2 separate regions of the Ovis aries genome follow, and region 2 is linked to region 1. Evidence: chromatin contacts called from public Hi-C data. All regions are on one chromosome and are shown on one strand. Each heading gives the region's core, a stretch centred on a gene start, on an enhancer-like site or on the middle of the called end of the contact. The rest is flanking DNA. Distances are from core to core; before and after follow the strand shown. Region 1 holds the start of DNAJC1 (DnaJ heat shock protein family (Hsp40) member C1). Region 2 holds the start of COMMD3 (COMM domain containing 3).

Region 1 (2,771 bases), core at 179-2,678:
GGACTGCATGCCATGATCTTCGTTTTTTGAATGTTGAGGTTTAAGCCAACCTTTTCACTCTCTTCTTTCACTTTCATCAAGAGGCTCTCTAGTTCTTCGCTTTCTGCATAAGAGGAAACACTAGATCTCTGTCCCCCTCCCCCACACTGCCACCATGTGAAGGTATAAGAAAGAAGTCCTATGAAACCTGGAAGAGGGTTCTCACCAGAACTTGACCATGCTGACATCCAGTTTGTGGTATACTGAGCAGCCTTTGAAGAGGGTTTGAGCAGCCCTTGAGTACTAAGATACCCCTGTTCTTGTATCTTTGAAAGTTAAGCCTCACTATGAATTTAAAATAGGATTAATTCAAGCATTATATTGTATTATTTTTAAGCATTCATAACTATTTAAAAATATTTTTTAAACTCTACAGTAATAAAAGGATTTAAGTAAGATTTACCTCCTGGATACTGTTCTTCTAACCTCTGTCAAACACAACACTTTTTACTATGAAAGTTTTATTATTATCCTATTGAGCTTAATTCAACTGGTGGGATCCAAAATGAGAAAAAGGAGATAAAACTCTCAAAACTGCTAAAGCATCCTGAGTTATTCAAGGATTTATTTGTTCCCTTCTACTTCCTCAGCAAGAGTAGGGAGTCAGGGAGGAGAAATGTGAGAAAGCTAAGAAGAAAATAAGCTTCACACAAAAGAAAGCAATAGTGGTGAGGGGATAAAAAGAATAGGAAATGAGACATTGGTGGAAAAGAGAGAAGGTTTTTAGCTTAAATGTCTTTAATAATAGACAACTGGGAAAAGAGCACCAATTGTCAATGGGCTAACGTGGATAAGCTTCACTTACCCTTAAGATTTTGAATGTCTGTCATGCTTATTACTTTCTACCTGGTTGTCTATTTTGTAGTATTATGCCTGTAAATATTATTTCATTATTAGAAGTATACTTTTTGTCTTGGTTCAAATTTTATCTCTTCTTCACCTCTCTTAAAAGGAAACTTTAGACTGCTCACTAGATTTGCCCCTTTCAAGCCCTGGGTTCAATTCCTCCTGTATTTTTGGGGATGGAATAATGAAATGTATGAAACAGAGGCTGTAATCAAAAATTCAGTTTTCAAATATGCTTTTAGTTTTCAATATCTGGGGGAGGATAAGAAGGTAGCTGTTTCACGGATGCGTGGGACGTTCCAGATAGATGCGCGATGTCTGTAACCGTTCACGTCCCTTAATCTGTGCCAATAGTCGCGGAGAGAAGCGGTTTGCTGAGGCCCAGGTCTGGGGCTCCGGCTACCCTACTTCCGGCCCCGCCTCCTCTCCCGCGGTTGCTAGGAGACGTGATGTCACCGGAAGCGAGGCCTGGGATAGGCTGAGGCGAGGGGAAGCCTCTCCCCCTTTCGGCGAGCTACCTAAACGCCCGGCGCTGGCTCGCCAGCTGTTTGTAGGCCTGGGTAAAGGGTGAGGGTCCGCGGCGGGTAGGGCCGCCCGCGGCTCCGTCCGCGCTCTCACTGGACGAAGCGTCCGCCGTCTTCCGCCGCCCCTGCCTTCTGTCCAGGACCGGGCGCTGGGCGGGAGACTCCGGGGCGGCTGCCCGTGCTTCTGACTGACAAGCAGTGTTCCCACAGTCTGCTCTGCCCGCCACGTCCCCGGGTCTCGGCCGACGGCTCTGCGCGGCGGCTGACCTCTCAGAGCCCGGCGCGATGACAGCGCCCTGCTCCCGGCTGGCCCGGCTTCCTCCGCGCCGCCGGCCGGGACTCGTGCCGTTCCCGCCGCCGAGGCCGCCGCCGCCGCCGCCGCTGCTGCTGCTGCTGCTGCTGCTGCTGGCGGCCGCGGGGCCGGCGCACGGCTGGGAGAGCGGAGACCTGGAGTTATTTGACTTGGTGGAGGAGGTGCAGCTCAACTTCTACCAGTTCCTCGGGGTGCAGCAGGTAAGTGGGGCCGCCCGCTCGCTCGAAGGCTGCATCTCTCGGGCAGAAACTTGCAGGTCGGGGCGGAAAGGAGGGGGTGGGGCGGGCTCTGACCAGGTTTTCTCCGAGGGAGCCCGGCTCGCGGGGCAAGACTTGGTCGTCCTGGGCTCGGCTGCCGTCCTCTGTCCGATTGACCACGGTCTTCTAACCTGCCTCAGAGGGAACGGCCTGCCTTCCCCAGTCCCTCACCGCCCGGGTTCCCTTCTCAAGTTCCGGTCTCCGTGACAGGCTGGACGGTGCCACCAGCCTGGGGTGAGGATCCCTTCTCTTTCCTCTGCCATTCTGGGGGAGATCCTTGCACCCTCCTGTGTTGCAGGAAGGAGGAGTGGTGGGGGTAGATCTTTGACTCTTAAACCCCTTCTCTTCCTGCCTCTCTGATTGTGGAAAGGTAGTCGTGTCTCCCTGTAAATTTTCACCTTCCCACTTACCCTTATCCTTTTAAGAGCCTCCTTTCCTGTCTTTCCGGAAAGGTTGGAATGCCTTTTAGTTGGCGTCTGGGTTGCAGAAGTTTTTCTCGCACTGTACTTTGTAATGTGTGTAGCCTGTTGGATTAGGCATTCATAGCCCCGTTTAGAAATCTGCAGGAGCTTGAAGCCTCTACCGTGTTGTTCGGGAAGTCGGAGAAGGAGCCATCAAGTGCTGGGGCAGTAGAGACACTTGGGGTGCTCCAGGAAGAGGAGCTCAGCCAGTAGCACAGGATCGTTTTCTTTTTCATTTCGTTTCCTTTCCTTCTTCAGCTCGACTTGAACTTGTCCTTTTTTTTATTTTTTCCTGATTGCTTTCACTCTGGGAGTGCTGAATGACTGTTAC
Region 2 (2,771 bases), core at 179-2,678, 280 kb before region 1:
CTGTGATAAATTCTTTATAGTCCTGTTTCTAAAAAGGTATTTTCATTTGGTGAAGAACTCTAACAAGATAACAAGAATTCAACTATAAGGACTAGAAATTTTACGTAAATGAGATGAGCAATATGGTCAATGGCATAACAATGAAGAGCACACATCAATAATCCTGCTGTTACCTGGTCAAATTACCTTCATTTTATTTTACCTTAATACTTAAAAAAAAAGTCCTATTGTAAAATATACAGTGGTCATTCTAAAGTGAATGGAGTAAGTTGAGAAGAAAATAAGATAAATATTTTACATGGTGTAAATTTAAGAATTAATAAACTTTCCTTCTAAAGATTAATTTTAGTGTAGGTAACTGGTTCCACGGACTTTAATACATGGAGGTGGAGAAGAAGGAAAGAGTTCGAAATATTTTCAAGCTTCGATAGTCTTTTTTTTTTTTTTTTTGGAGATTAACCCAGGTGGTGGTTACTATTTTCGTTTAAAGAACTTCCACTTTCATACTTTTTGTACACGTTTAGCTCGTGAATCTATAGGGAAAAAAACACAAAAATTTGAATTGTTGAGATATTTATAATTAAGAAAATCATTTAAAAGCGATCTATCTTTAAATATGCCTCCATCCATACTGACACCGCACTCCGCAGTGACCGGACCATTTAAAACAGACTTGCTTCCTGATAACTGATGCGGAACAGAACATTATATACCACATTTTAAGAGTCTGGGCGTGGAACCTGTGCAAAACATGTTGAACTAGGGTGTTGGAATGATCAGAGGAACTTGAGGTATTCTCTAAGCTGGAAAATGTCAACACTATTTGACCGAGTAATTACTCTGGAAGCAGACCCTTTAAAACCTTCGCCAGCCTAGTACTGAAAGCTTGAGTCGCAGGGAGCTGCCCTGATGAAGTCCAAGTGTCAAACAGTCTGCCCAAGACCAGGGTGAAAACCTGAGACGTTTAGGCCACAAACAAGACTTGAACACCGGCTTTACAAAAGAACAAAGAGCCTGAGAGGGGAAAATCAGACCAGGAAAGTGTAGCTTGCGGTGTGCAGGTGCCAAGTGAGGAGAGAACAATGATCTGGGTTCGCTGTGGGTTCTAGCAGAACCACATCCCCACACTCCGTCCGGAGCGAAGGGCAAAGCCCGAAGACTTCCTCTTCCCGGGGCTTTCCCCTTCTCGCTCGGTCTCGCTCCTCTTCTCCGAGCGCCCCTCCACCCAGGCCGATCCAGCTCAGAGCCGAGCGGCTTACCTAACACGGCCTCGTCCGCCTGGGCGTCCAGCAGACTCTGGAAAGCCGCCCGGAGGAGAAGCGTGAAGGTGTTGGAGTCGAAGGAGCCGGGATCGGCCAGCATCTGGAAGCCTTTCTGCACAAACTCCGAGAGCTCCATTGTGAGCGCGCCGTGACCTTCGACACGCGCACCACGTGACACGCGCCGCGCGCTCAGCTGATGCGGCCGCGCGCGCACGCGGCTGGGGCGGCGGCGGCGGTGGCGGCGGCGGCGCGGGCTGCGGGCCTCACCGCCCGGGCCCTCCGCGGCGGCCTCCCCGCCCGCGTCCCGGCCCGCGTCCCCGGCCGCCCGCCAGCCGCCGCCGCTTCCGTCTCGTCCTTCCTTCTGTTCCCGCCGCCGCCGCGCCTCAGCGCTAGGGGCGGCCCGAGCGCTTTGTGGACGCGCTCGGCGCTCACCTAGGACTGTCACCGGCTCCTTCGGGGCCCGCGGGAGCGCTCCCGAAAGACTCCGCGGGTGGTGGTGACGGTGTCGGGATCCCGGTCCCCACCGGCCCCGAGAGCTACTCCTTCCCCGCGCCCCGCTCAGCGCGAAAGCTGCGGGAAGCTCCAGTCTAAGGCAACTGGTTGGTTTTTGGTTTTGAGCTTTTTTTTTAAACTCAACTGCTTAACCCCCAGCACTGCCCTTTTGTGAATGAGACTGTAGACGACTAATTATAATTCTTGCTTATTTCTCCTTTTTCATTGTCATTTCTGGAATACGGCAATTAATTCCTTTCTGCGTGGGGGGCGGGGTGGGGGTGGGTGGGTGTAAACACGTATACATTCATATAGTGCGCGCGTGTAAGTTCTGTATTTCGACGACTGAGAATAGTACCTTATTTACGAACACATTGGACAAAATGATTAAAAAATAGTAGATGCAGCTGCAAATAAACACCTTTCCAAAAGAAACTGATACAAATTTTATGCTACTGTGCTCACATCTATGGGTCCTGTTTTAATTAGTCAAGCAGTCCTCAAATATTTATATCAGATAGTTATCTTAGTACAATACAGTTAAGAATGGCAAAGTCTGTATTAGAAGTGAATGCCCATAATTTTGAAACTTCAAATATTGTATAAAGTAACTTCCCCCTTTATAGTTCTACGAAGTTGAAGAACAAGAATGATTCTTTTAAAAAAAAAAGCACAACAAAGTAGGTTATGAGTTTTTTTGATCAAAAGAATTTAAAATTCTTTTGGGTGGAGAGGAGGGATAAGGAAGGAGGAAGATGTTTTAGTCTTCAGGAGGCATAATTTGAAACAGACTTAGCATGAAACACTTTCAAAGGCATAATTTAGGTGCTTATTTGAAAAACAAGTTCCTAATGAATACAGTCAACATTTAACCTTGCACCAATGGATAAAAAGCACCTGATTTCACAACAGAACGCAAATAGAATAATTTAGCATCAGTGAAGATTGAGTAACTACTCAGTTCTCCTTTGAAAGCATTGAAAGGCATGTGAACTAGCTTTCCACTTTGGTCAGCCT

What was found. Hi-C and Micro-C count contacts between places; a contact is called where the count stands out from the background.
Region 2: a contact with region 1 is called in a Hi-C map of skin fibroblasts, with 2.7 times the contacts expected there. The contact joins the promoter of COMMD3 here to the promoter of DNAJC1 in region 1. A contact is called at or near these places in 3 of 16 Hi-C or Micro-C datasets (hypothalamus, mixed tissues and skin fibroblasts).

What each region holds. Positions count from the first base shown.
Region 1 is chr13:22,562,535-22,565,305 of ARS-UI_Ramb_v3.0, reverse strand. It overlaps DNAJC1 (DnaJ heat shock protein family (Hsp40) member C1), which reads left to right and starts at 1,428. Exons shown (of 12, transcript XM_004014216.6): 1 at 1,428-1,922. The coding sequence starts at 1,695.
Region 2 is chr13:22,838,058-22,840,828 of ARS-UI_Ramb_v3.0, reverse strand. COMMD3 (COMM domain containing 3) reads right to left here and starts at 1,428. Exons shown (of 8, transcript XM_004014219.6): 1 at 1,260-1,428. The coding sequence starts at 1,398. LOC132657616 (a long non-coding RNA gene) reads left to right here and starts at 1,575. Exons shown (of 2, transcript XR_009596035.1): 1 at 1,575-2,771.